Regions from separate parts of the Mus musculus genome. Here regions 1, 3 and 4 are each linked to region 2. The links are chromatin contacts, called in public HiChIP or PLAC-seq and promoter capture Hi-C maps. All regions are on one chromosome and are shown on one strand. Each heading gives the region's core, a stretch centred on a gene start, on an enhancer-like site or on the middle of the called end of the contact. The rest is flanking DNA. Distances are from core to core; before and after follow the strand shown. Region 1 overlaps Sh3gl3 (SH3-domain GRB2-like 3). Region 2 holds the start of Ap3b2 (adaptor-related protein complex 3, beta 2 subunit). Region 3 overlaps Sh3gl3 (SH3-domain GRB2-like 3). Region 4 overlaps Sh3gl3 (SH3-domain GRB2-like 3).

The links. Promoter capture Hi-C pulls out the DNA fragments that hold promoters and counts their contacts. HiChIP or PLAC-seq counts read pairs in DNA pulled down with a chosen protein or histone mark.
Region 1: a contact with region 2 is called in a promoter capture Hi-C map of pre-B cells, with 2.2 times the contacts expected there. The contact joins the enhancer-like site here to the promoter of Ap3b2 in region 2. A contact is called at or near these places in 3 of 39 promoter capture datasets (the HPC-7 cell line, HPC-7-derived erythroid cells and pre-B cells) and 1 of 115 datasets of contacts at active chromatin or transcription factors (large pre-B cells).
Region 3: a contact with region 2 is called in an H3K27ac HiChIP or PLAC-seq map of embryonic stem cells, with 2.1 times the contacts expected there. The contact joins the enhancer-like site here to the promoter of Ap3b2 in region 2. A contact is called at or near these places in 5 of 39 promoter capture datasets (the 3T3-L1 cell line, the C10 cell line, embryonic stem cells and 2 more), 3 of 115 datasets of contacts at active chromatin or transcription factors (embryonic forebrain and embryonic stem cells) and 1 of 9 other capture datasets (liver).
Region 4: a contact with region 2 is called in a promoter capture Hi-C map of hippocampal neurons, with 2.3 times the contacts expected there. The contact joins the enhancer-like site here to the promoter of Ap3b2 in region 2. A contact is called at or near these places in 8 of 39 promoter capture datasets (3T3-L1-derived adipocytes, the C10 cell line, the HPC-7 cell line and 5 more) and 1 of 9 other capture datasets (liver).

What each region holds. Positions count from the first base shown.
Region 1 is chr7:82,203,220-82,205,919 of GRCm38.p6, forward strand. The region is part of intron 1 of Sh3gl3 (SH3-domain GRB2-like 3); the gene reads left to right. Among named protein-coding and RNA genes, the nearest start is that of Sh3gl3, 30 kb to the left of the region's middle. Within about 2 kb of position 1,427, at least 64 of the 459 cell types and tissues checked have an H3K27ac peak or open chromatin away from gene starts, as enhancers often do.
Region 2 is chr7:81,492,527-81,495,226 of GRCm38.p6, forward strand. It overlaps Ap3b2 (adaptor-related protein complex 3, beta 2 subunit), which reads right to left and starts at 1,399. Exons shown (of 26, transcript NM_021492.3): 1 at 982-1,399. The coding sequence starts at 1,094. It overlaps BC048679 (cDNA sequence BC048679), which reads right to left. Exons shown (of 6, transcript NM_001193274.1): 5 at 2,600-2,700; 6 at 1,748-1,852. The coding sequence ends at 1,820.
Region 3 is chr7:82,258,852-82,261,800 of GRCm38.p6, forward strand. Sh3gl3 (SH3-domain GRB2-like 3) reads left to right here. Exons shown (of 9, transcript NM_017400.7): 2 at 1,281-1,349. Among named protein-coding and RNA genes, the nearest start is that of Gm32903, 4.4 kb to the left of the region's middle. Within about 2 kb of position 1,595, at least 4 of the 459 cell types and tissues checked have an H3K27ac peak or open chromatin away from gene starts, as enhancers often do. A contact at or near this core is called in embryonic stem cells, where this site is marked.
Region 4 is chr7:82,280,984-82,283,836 of GRCm38.p6, forward strand. The region is part of intron 6 of Sh3gl3 (SH3-domain GRB2-like 3); the gene reads left to right. Among named protein-coding and RNA genes, the nearest start is that of Gm51492, 15 kb to the right of the region's middle. Within about 2 kb of position 1,363, at least 19 of the 459 cell types and tissues checked have an H3K27ac peak or open chromatin away from gene starts, as enhancers often do. A contact at or near this core is called in hippocampal neurons, where this site is marked.

The DNA of each region.
Region 1 (2,700 bases), core at 177-2,676, 710 kb after region 2:
AATTCCTGGCCTCTCATCAATCCAGATGCGATGGACAGGGAGCTAGTCGGAAAATTGCCCTAGGGTTCGGAAAACTGGGAGGTGCCTCCAGCATCACCCAGGGCCACTGAAAGCTCTGACCTGCTCAGCTCCTCCCCATGACAGTGCACTGTGGGTGGCCCTCCTCCCTCTCCTTTCCCCTCCTGGCTTTACTGATGTGCCCTCCCAAACTGTTTCCACCCTTACCATTGCTTCCCAGTCTGTTTCTGTGGGAGCCGAAGAAAGACAGGGAAGATTCGCTCCATGTGTCCAAGAGCCTTCTGGCACCCGAGCCACACAATCCATCTGTCAAAGGGTGTTTAAATGGACCGTGATGCTAGATGTTGAGAAATTACTGCTAAATTATCCTCAGATGTAATCACGGTTTCTTGGTGAGGTGAAAACCAGTACTCGTAGCTTTGGGAAATTTGTTTGGAAGTTTTCCAAGGGATTTACTTTAAAATAATCCAGTGGTGGTGTGTGGAGGGGTGACAGTGCTGGGGACATCCGTGAGGTAAAGATGAACACAGTTTCAACAGTGGCTGAAGCTGGGGGTTGGGGACATGGTGGTTTATTAAATTCTTTGGTTTACTTTTGTGACATATTCATAATTTTTATAGTAGAACACTAAAGCAAAATAAAACAAAACAAAATCCCATACGAGTACCCTTCTAGTATCCTGTTCTGAGGCAAGCTTAAGTGACCCTCTTCCTAGCTCAGGTTCCAGGGCATACACCTTTCTCCAGTGGGTCAACAGCTTGGTGGGTGTGGTCTCAGCATCTCCACTCTTGTTCCACATCTGCTCCGCATTGGCATCTCTCTTCCCCATAATTTATCCCTCAAAGCCAGACTGGAGCCTTTGGCATCACTCAGATCTGTTCCATCTCAGGAGTCTCTGCTCCGAAATTGTCTTGACCTCTGGTTCTGTTGCAGCTGCTTTCCATCTGTAGCCCTGCCCCCACCCCCCATTCTTCTTGACTGTCTCAAGCTAGATTTACTAGGTTGAACAGGCTAGGAGGGGTGGGCCAGGAGCTGGGTAAGGTTGTGGGGTTTTTCCTTTACAGCATGGTCAGCCACTCCAGTGTGACCTTGGCCTCGGACAAACATGCCAGGAGCATAATAGAAGCTTTAACAGAGTTGCAGCTAGGCTGTCATGGCTCCAAGAGGAAGAATGGAAACATTTATAGGGGGAAAAGGAGGCAGGATGGATCTTCAGTCCTGGGTAGGAGTAGGGTTGAGAGCGTGAGTTAACAGAGAACTGGCCAAAAGGTCTGCACTTTCCCAGAGGGAAATGCACACAGTCCGGAAACTGAAAGGAAGTGCAGCCCCCTGCTTACTACTGAACACCTGGCTCTGCGTGAGTCAGCGCCCCGCCCACATCCTCCCCTCCCACATGTGTCCATGCTTATGTTAACGGGACCACGGGCAGAGTGCAGCCTCCAGGGGAACTGCATTCTGCTCATGTAGCATGAGGGTGGCTGTGGAGAATCCAGAGACCGGTACCTATTGTCCTAGGTCATATAGCTTGCAAGCGTTTGGGTAGATTGAGGGTTTGAACTCTGCCCTCTGGCTTTGGGTCTTACATGTTGCTCTGCCCACCCCTGAATGGTCCTCCTCTCCTCTCTGTCCTCTTTTGACATGGGAGGAAGTGGAGTGGATGAGCACAAGAAGCATTTTTGGCATCTCTTGACAAATGAGGTGCTGTGGGTGTGGGGGCAGCTGGTGTCTCGGGGGAAGCTTGGTGACCTGGGGGGGGTGGTGGAGGCTGTGGGTGCTGGTACTGCAAGCTTTCCTCCTCCACTTTGGACATTAACAGGGCTTCCCAGTCAGCAGGAAAGTTCCGTTCAACTTGGTTTTCATTTAGCTCCGTTCTGTTGAGAGACTGGGCTCCTTTCCTAGAGACCTCTGCATCCTGCTTTTCAAAGCAGAATACTTAGGGCTTTTTAGTTTCTCTTTTCTTTCCTGCCTGCTCAGATCCCACAAAGGGCAGCCCTTCTCTCACAAACCTCATGCATCTATTTTGGTTTTAAAGGGTGTGTGTGTGTGTACATGTGTGTGTGCTTGCCTATGGAAGCCAGAGGTCAACTTGGGGTGTCACTTTTCAGGAGTCGTCTTCCTTGTTTTTTTGAGTCAGGGTCTCTCATTGGGACCTGGGGCTCACTCTAGATCCTTACCGGTCCACCTGTGTCTGCCTTGCTGGCACCGGAATTGTGTACACCTGGCTGTTTAAATGTGAGCTTTGGGGAAAACAAGGCAAACACTTTACTGACTGGGCCATCACCCCAGCCTCTGCTTGCATTATACAACCAACAACCCAGTATCACCCGCCTTCTCTGTCCCCTGAGGAACTTGTTCAGTCTAGGCCTCCAATGAAGCCATGGGCATTTGTGTCTTTATCTCATGTGACCGTCTCCTTGAGACATGGTGTAGTTTCTACCCCTCCACTCTGTCAGGGACACTTTGGTCTGTCCACTGTCTGCCCCCTCTGTGTCTACCCTTTTCAAATCATGGCCACTTGGAGTTGGCTCCCAGACCTTGTCCGTCTGCACTACTAATATTCTGGGATGTTGCATTTGTCATGGAGATCTCTGTGATCTATCATGGTGGTGCCTGTCATCTGTCATGGGGTTTCCTGTCATGTGTCACAATCCCCAAAGCTACAATTCTATTTTCCAGAATGTC
Region 2 (2,700 bases), core at 149-2,648:
CTATGAATTTTGGACAGGCTCACAGCCTAACATTTGTCTAAGATCAAAGTATGTGCTCACAGCTGCATCCTGTTCTCAAAAGTTGCACTTTGCATATCAGTTGACTGACTTTTAAGGGTTTGTTGCTGTTTGCAGCTGCTTGAGCATGTGAGGCCTAGCACTGACCATGCAGGGTAAGGAACAGGGTCACCCGATCATTAGTAATAAAAATCCAGTGGGACTCGCACTCGGTGAACCTGCCTGGTTGAGTGACCCTTCTGAAGAAGTGCATTCGCTTGCGCCTTGTGCTCTGGATTGTGTGGTGATTTCCCTGAGACCCCAGACCCATTTCTAACACGAGAGTACCTTCCTCCCTGAAATGGAACATGTCTTGCACTCCCACTCCTGACCCTTGAATTGTCAGGGCTACAATTGTGCTCCCGGTTGGAACAATCTATTGGCTCCTGTTCACTACTCCGTTCCGTGACTAACAGGTCCACAGGCCTTTAATTAATGTGCTATTGAATTTATGAACAAATAAATGAATGAGTCAAAGGTAAGATTCAAACCAAGTAGGGCTGAATCATAGGGCAATGTGGGGGTTGGGGAAAGATGGAGAAATTAATTTGCAGGAGGAGCCAGTTTCTCAGTCTACATCCAGGGCCGGCTTCCTGGAGTGGACCACACTCAAACTCCAGTTCCCCAATTCAGACCCGTCCCCTACGGAATTGGTTTTGGGGGTTTTGTTTTGGTTTCTCTTTGAGCCAGCGAATAAAAGGCTGCAAACATCATCGCAGCTGTTCCATAAGGACCCCGCCTGTCTGGTCCCTCCCCCACCAGCCTTGGGTCCCCCGCCCCTTCGTAGCTAAAGGCGAAGTGGCCCTGCTGCGGGAACCCCGGGAAGCGCGCAGGGCGGGTCTGGGTCGGCAGGGCCGCAGCCTCGCGGGCGCTGTCCATGGTGCCTGCGCGCCAGCCGCACCCGGCCGGCGCTCGCTAGCTCACCGCTTGTAGTCCGAGGAGAAGATACCGCCGCTCGCCGGGTCGTGGCCATATTCTGGCTCCCCGGGACCGGCTGAGCCGCCCTTGTCTTCGCTGTAGGCCGGAGCGGCCGACATGGATCTGCGCTGAGGGGTGGCTGAGCGGCCGGGTTGGGCTTTGGTCGAGGAATGGGATGCACGCCTAGCTCTGCGGAGCTGCAATCTGCGCGGCGGAGGCAGCGCGCAGATTCAGCAATCAGGGCTGAGCGCTAAGGTTCTTAAAGGGACCGGCACCACCCGCGGAGTGCAGGGTTGGGGTGAGCTGACAGGGGACGGAGGAACAGCGCCTGCCCTGTCCCAATCTCTCAGAACTCTCTGGCAACTGCAAGCATCTAAAGGTCTCTCACAGTGAGCAAGGCTGCAGGGCTGATGACTGTATAGTCTTTGGAGGGATGCGGACCTCCTGCCTCCGCCCTCCCGATCACCTGACCTCCACGGACCCGCCCACCCATGCAGTGAGAGAGGGGGACGTGAGGGACACTGAAAGAAGGCCATACTCGCAGGCCTGGGTTGGAACATCTACCTTGGAGATTTAGGGGTGGGTACCTTTCCATCCTTTTTCACACAGTCTAAATCCCTCTGAGGATAACCTGCTTACTCACTGGGAATCATAGCAACTTCCTGGAAGAAGTGGAATTTAAGAGGAGGCTGACCCAGGAAGCAAGTGCTAAGGGCATTCTGGGAGCAAATCAGTTCTAGGTGGAGTAAAGAGAACCTCCAACATCCTAATTACGTTTGGGAAAATACTTTAATGATCCCTTCTGAAACCTCTTTTGGCCCATTCAGGAGGACCCAAGGTCACATTAATCACTGGTTAGGTTCCTGTCCATTGACATCTAGAAGGGAAAGAAGACGAACAGATTGAGTTAGGGTCTGGTGTAATTGCCAGGTCTCCAGGACTTTGTGATTTATCAAGCTTAGCTCCTAAGACCCAAGGAAGGAAGGAAGGGAGGAAGGAAGGAAGGAAGGAAGGAAGGAAGGAAGGAAGGAAGGAAGGAAAGCAAGAAGAAGGATTGTAGCTAGTTCTGGATTAGAGAGAACACCCTGGACTAGGCTGATGGTGAATTGTTTATCTTTGGTCTAGATTTTGGACATGAGGTTGAGTGATTGGGAACTCCTGGCCAGGCTCATAGAATGGAAGTATTCCCAAGGACCGAGATTTGTAGACTAGGGTCCCAATTCTCTAAGATCAGAATTGGTGGACTGTTTGGAAAAGGATGGAACTGAGAAAGGCGGACTTTGGATCAATAGAAAGTTCTACTGCAAAAAGAAGGATGGAGTTGGAGCAGCCCCTGGGTTGGAGATCGGTCATGTTCAGTAAATATATCTGCTCAGGATCTAAGAACAGTAGCCTGAGGTCTACCTGGCGCTAAAGGGTTTCAAAGTGTGTAACTTCAAAAATAGGTACACCTATTCTGGGGACTTTAGATTGCCAGAGTAAAGAGTTTAAGATGAAAGGAACCTGGTCTGGGTGTAGTGGAGAGGGGAATCATCTGAATTATGCTGGAGCAAGTTGGTTAGGTGCCTTTGTTAGCAGACTGGGGCTGGCATGGGATGTGGGCAGGTAGAAGAGAGGCACTTACTGAGTCCATGCCCAACAGGTTCAGTGCAAAGTGCACACAGTTGCTGCTAGTGGGATGGTAGGGAGGAGGATCGTTGTCCATAGCTTCTCGCACGCGGCTCT
Region 3 (2,949 bases), core at 345-2,844, 770 kb after region 2:
TAAATCACAGTGAAGTACTTTTTAAAGACAACACGCTTTGTTATGGCAGTCCGTTCTCCTTGTTCACGAAGCCAGATCCATTGGGGCCGGAGTCACTTTTCTGAAAGGCTTCTCTAAGTGGTTGTGTTGGTCTTTAGAGACCTGTCTGCCATGCCCTCTGGCTTGCCAGGCTGCGATCTGTGGCCTCTGCCTCCCTTTCAATGTCTTCTTCCGTCCTCCCCTTGAGCAGTCTTCACTTGGGAGTGAAACTCCTTACTGTTTTGTGAGCACACTGATCTCTCATTATCTAGGGACATTTTTTGGTGGTCAGAGTGGTGTGGCAGATGTGTGCATGTGTTTGTGTGTGTGCACATGAGTGTGCACAGTGAGCACATGACTTCTATTATCATTTAGCGGTAGACAGCAGGGATGCTGCTAAGCCTCTCTTATTGTACAGATAGCCACAAAGGATAGGAACTGTGCTCAGTATCAAACCACCCTTCCCATTCCTCTCAGTTTTCCTTTTTGAAAACACCACCACATCCCAGAAGACCTTTCCCGCTGTGCTGCACACTGAAATGTCACTGTCCTTAAAAAACAAACTCAAATGCCACGCATTCTAGGAGTCAGGTCTTGAATGATCTGCCTCCTGCTCTGCAGACGAGATACTTTCTAAGCAGCCCTGAGAGTCTGTCAAGTTGATGAATTGATAATAGTTTGCATTTGGTCCTAGTATTTGTCCGTTTTTACCGCCTGTCTCTTACATTCAGGCTGTTGGGGTGCTGCTAACTCTTGTCACTCTTGTGTCCCTAGCTGTCTTGTCACTGCGTGTATTAGAACTGCTTTGTGCCATCTGATGAGGATGGGTGCATGATAAAGCTTAGACAAATGGGAAGTGTACATTGTTCCATGATCTTTTCTTTTCTCATTAGTAGCTGTTGTGGTGTGCGTGTGTGTGTGCATGCACCCGCACGCATGCCACAGTGCACATATAGAAGTCTGGGAACAACCTTGTGGAGTTGGTTCTCTCCTTCTACCTCTACGTGGGCTCCAGGGCTCGAACTCAGGAACCTTTAAAATTACTGGCTGCTCTTCCAGAGGGCCTGGGTTCGAGTCCCAGCACCCACATGGCAGCTCACTGTCTGTAACTAATGTTCCAGGGATAGATATGCAGGCAAAACCCCAGTGTACAGAAAACCAAAAATCCAACAACGCCAGAGCCAAGATTTTTGTCACTAATTTCAATGAAAGGAATATAGAGAATCTTTGTTCAGTGAAAGCATTTGTGTTTGTTTTTGCAGCTGTTTAGTGAAAAAATAAGTGGTGCCGAAGGAACGAAGCTAGATGAAGAATTTCTGAACATGGAAAAGGTAAAGCTTTTTGAACATGTGACGGGTTAGAAATGGGCTGTCTGTGCCCGAGAGAGAACCGCCTACTATTGGGAATATGACCTGGAGTGGGAATCCAGAATGTTCAAATGCAAGCATGGGGTGCAGAGTCGGGAAGGCAGGACCCCAGTGCTTCCCAGCCCAAGCCAGGATCAGGTTGAACCACATCTAGTCTGGGCAAGTTGAGGAAGGAAACGGAATGTGACTAACTGGTTCCCCTAGTGGCCAGCTGTCAGAATGCATAACATGTGGGCCTTGGCAACAACTCCAGGGCCAAATGGTGCTCATATGTCTTAGAGAGTCAACTGTGTCTCAAGGCTTGTGTGACAAGGCTTTTCCGATTTATAACAACTGATTTATCATTTGGTAATCTAGGCTGTTGTTCCCATCTGTTTCAGCAGCTGCACAGCAAATACTTTTCTGCCATTAGAACCGACATATCAGCTGTGATACAGAGATAAGTATGTGTGCCCGGCTGGCCTCACATGGGGGCATCTAGAATCATATATGCAGATGAAATAATTTAGAAGAGTGTTCCTGGCTTGGCACTCCAATGATGGACTGCAGACTCTGTCCCCTGTCCTGTCCCCTGGTCATCTACCTGGAGAGTGGCTCTGGTGCAGTCGGAGCTGGGTCCACACTGCTCTGCTTCCTCCCCTTTGTCTTGGGCCCTTTGAGCAGAGCTTGTCCTAACGATTAGATTCCTCAGACCGGAGCTGGGGGCCTGGGTGTGGCCGGCAGTGCAGGTTGGGGGAAAGCCCGCTCTGGGTGTGGGTTGGGAGGGCATTCTCTTTAATGTAGGTAGGACCTGGCCAGCCTTCCTCCAGGAAGTGCCCGAGAGGTGTTTTTTTTTGTTTTTTGTTTTGTTTTTTTTTTGTTTTGTTTTGTTTTGTTTTTTCGAGACAGGGTTTCTCTGTGTAGCCCTGGCTGTCCTGGAACTCACTTTGTAGACCAGGCTGGCCTTGAACTCAGAAATCCGCCTGCCTCTGCCTCCCGAGTGCTGGGATTAAAGGCATGCGCCACCACGCCCGGTTTCCTAGAAGTGTTAAGACCCTAAGAAGAGAAGCTTATTTTGTGTTTGATTTTGAAAAAAGAAATTCTGTGCATTGAAAACCCTTTCAACATGTTAATATCATTGACATATCTAAAGTTGATTTTTAAATTTATTAATATATATAATGATAGGATGTATATGGCTTCTTTACCAACTAGATTATTCAATTCATATGCTATACTTAAAAACAAACATCTGGAGTTATGTTATTGGGTTTAGAGTCAAGGTCTGGGCGCTGGCAGCTCTGACAAGCTGGGTTCAGACAGTAAGTAACACCCATCCATGGCATCTGCATCAGCTCCTGTATCCTGACCTGCTTGTTCTCAACAAGCCCGTTAAAGAGGCAGGTGGCAGGGCAAACCTGGGCAGAGCAGCTTATTCAGTGTAGCCCCGTCTGCACCAAGAGAAACACACGAACATTCCATGTGAAAGGAGGCTCTGATTTCAATAGTAGGCTGAGGCGTGTATAACGAGGCAGCGCTGGTCAGGGTGTGGCTGAGGCATGGGTAATTAATCTAGGCCGTGCTG
Region 4 (2,853 bases), core at 113-2,612, 790 kb after region 2:
CAAGCAGCACTGCGGCTAAAGAGTACAAATCGATTGCCTTCTGATCTGGAGGTTGGAAATTAGACTATAGGGGGAGATGGCAGGACTGGAGGCTTGAAGGAAAGAGCCTGCTTTGTCATCCTTTGCAGTCTCTGGAGAGCACAAGAATTCCTTAGCTTTGTGGCTCCTAGCTTGGCTTCATTGCAGTGAGGATGACCTGGAACCCTCTGTCGTTGTCGTCGTCGTCGTCGTCGTCGTCGTCGTCGTCGTCGTCCTCCTCCTCCTCCTCCTCCTCCTCCTCCTCTTCTTCTTCTTCTTCTTCTTTTTCTTCTTCTTCTTCTTTTCCTTTTTTTTTTTTCAAGACAGAGTTTCTCTGTGTAGTCCTAGCTGTCCTGGAACTCACTCTGTAGACCAGGCTGGCCTCAAACTCAGAAATTCGCCTGGCTCTGCCTCTCTGTCTTCCTCTTAAGCACTGGGATTCCTGTCTCTACCTCTGGTTTAGGTAACACTGAGAGTTGAACCCAGGGCTTGGTGCATTCAGGGTCAGCATTCTACCATCTGGGCTGCATTATCAACCCAAAGACAGTTTATAGTTACTTTGGGCTACCTTGGAAACCCAAGATACCACCGTGTTTCAAGGTTGCTAGTGTAACCTATCTGCTGGGTACCCCTTCCTGTACAACCTAGCATATTCATAGCTTTCACCCACAAATGAAACCAACAGGCAGCTTTCAAGTTTCGTAATGTGGCCGATGGAGGGTGTGTTTGCCTGGACAGTCTTTGGCTTTTGCAGGCCCCGAGTTTGTTGCTTTAGCTTGGCTCTGTCCTTCAAGGTATTTAGTTCAAGTTGTACCCTTGGAAGCAGACGCCATCTCTGCTGGTTCACATACAGCTCACGTCCTAGGAGGCAGAGAGAAGCTTCTGACTCCTGACCGTGACCGAGATAATCCAGTTTGAATCTGACTTGCCTTCATCTGACTTGCCCTCAGTAGGAAGAGCCGAGTCTGGTAACTTTGCTGGGCACCCCCTTATGTGCAGGCACCACGTGGAGTGCTGATGTTGCTGTCTCCCAAGCTTTTAGGGGCTCTGGAATCTGTCGCCTTCCCAAAGTCAGCTGCTAAGGGAAGGATTCCAGATGGAGTTCTAGGTTGCATGATCTTAGCTGTCAGAGAGCATAGTTGGTGTGACTCCCACTCACGTGCACGATATTTGTGAACTGCACATGCACGATCAAGTTATTCACCTGGTTGCTTTTAGCCCTCTTTGAATTTTGCAGATAGCTGGCTTAGTTAAAATGAGGCTCAAAACAGACACCTTACTATTTCTAGAGACAGAGAGGTCACGGCGATTTTCACAGAGCGTGCAGCTGTAGCATTGCAAGGGAGCAGTGCTCTATTCTTAGCAGAATCTGCCACGATCATGTCAGGCTGTGGTGCTGGACTTGTTCAAAAGTGTTGGTAAAAGCCAAAGAGGTGAAATGTAAGAAATCCTTGGGTTTTGCAGGGCCCAGGCTGTCCTTGTTTTGTTTATTGGGTTTTGGGAAATGGAGGGCCAGGGCTGTTTTCCTAGCCACAGAGCACGGTAAGGCAAGCACGATGCCAGGGCTTTCCTTAGTCATGCGTGTGCCCACTGCATTCCTGGCATGAGTGGGCTCTGTATATGTTGTAAACACACATTGAAGCTGTGTTTGTAAAACGTGGGCAGGAAGAGTTCTCAACAATACACGAACGCAAATGGATCTGTGGAAGCCAGCAGCTCCCCCGTTGGCTCCTCAGGGAGAAGCAGATGGCGGAGTGAGGAACAACCAGACCCTGCCTCGGATGGTTAGAATGCTATGTAAGAAAAGGCTGCTTGGGCGAAGCCTGCGACGGGCGGTTTTGATTTGTGTCTCTGTGGAGATCTGGAGGTTTTGAGGTTTGGACTGGGAATGGCTGGTTGGGAGGAATTACCTCAATCTTTGGGGGCTTGCTACAGAAGGTTCTAGAAATAAACTTAATCCTGATTTGCTGTGGTGGTTCTTCAGCCCCCCTGATGCAGGTTTCTCTCAGGTCCTTCTTCAAGACTGCAGCTCTTCTGGGCCTTTCTTACAAACTGCTTCCAAACAAAACCTCACAGCACTTGAGAGGAGGAGGAGGCAGTTCAAGGCCAGCCTTGGCTATATAATTGGTATGAGGAGAATGTGGGCAACATGGGACCCTGCCGTAATCCTCTCCCCATTCTCCCCCACCCCAAGTGCCACTGTAATCAGCCACTACCTTCACGAACATTCCAATTTGTGGGAAGAGGAACAATGGGGTCTCCTTGCTCATCCTTTCTGATGTATGTATTTGTGGGAAGAGGAACAATGGGGTCTCCTTGCTCATCCTTTCTGATGTATGTATTTGTGGGGAAGAGGAACAATGGGGTCTCCATGCTCATCCTTTCTGCTGTATGTGGCAGGGAAGATGCTTTGTGAATGGCAGCAGAAACGCAGGGAACATTTATTTGCCCTGGAACAGGTGTGACTTGCCTTATGTCCCCAGTTTCTCTGAGTATATATTAGCTGACTTTGTTCCTTGTTCTGGCTTAACTAGAAAGTACTCACAGGGACATTTCCCTAAGCAAGCTCTCATGCCTACCATTGGTTTCATTTACAGTTGGGAAACTCTTTCCTGCCATCTTTAGATCCATGACTTTTAGAACATTAAAAAACAAACCACTCAGGATATAATTTTATAACCGTAAGAGACAGTCACTGGACCTCCTTTCCCTCAGTCTCTTTTTCATTTTTGTCCCTGCAGTTCTTTTACACAGGAACAATTATGGGTCAGAATTTTGACTGTAGGATGGCAACTCCATCCCTCCATTTGATGCCCTGTCTTTCTACTGGAGATG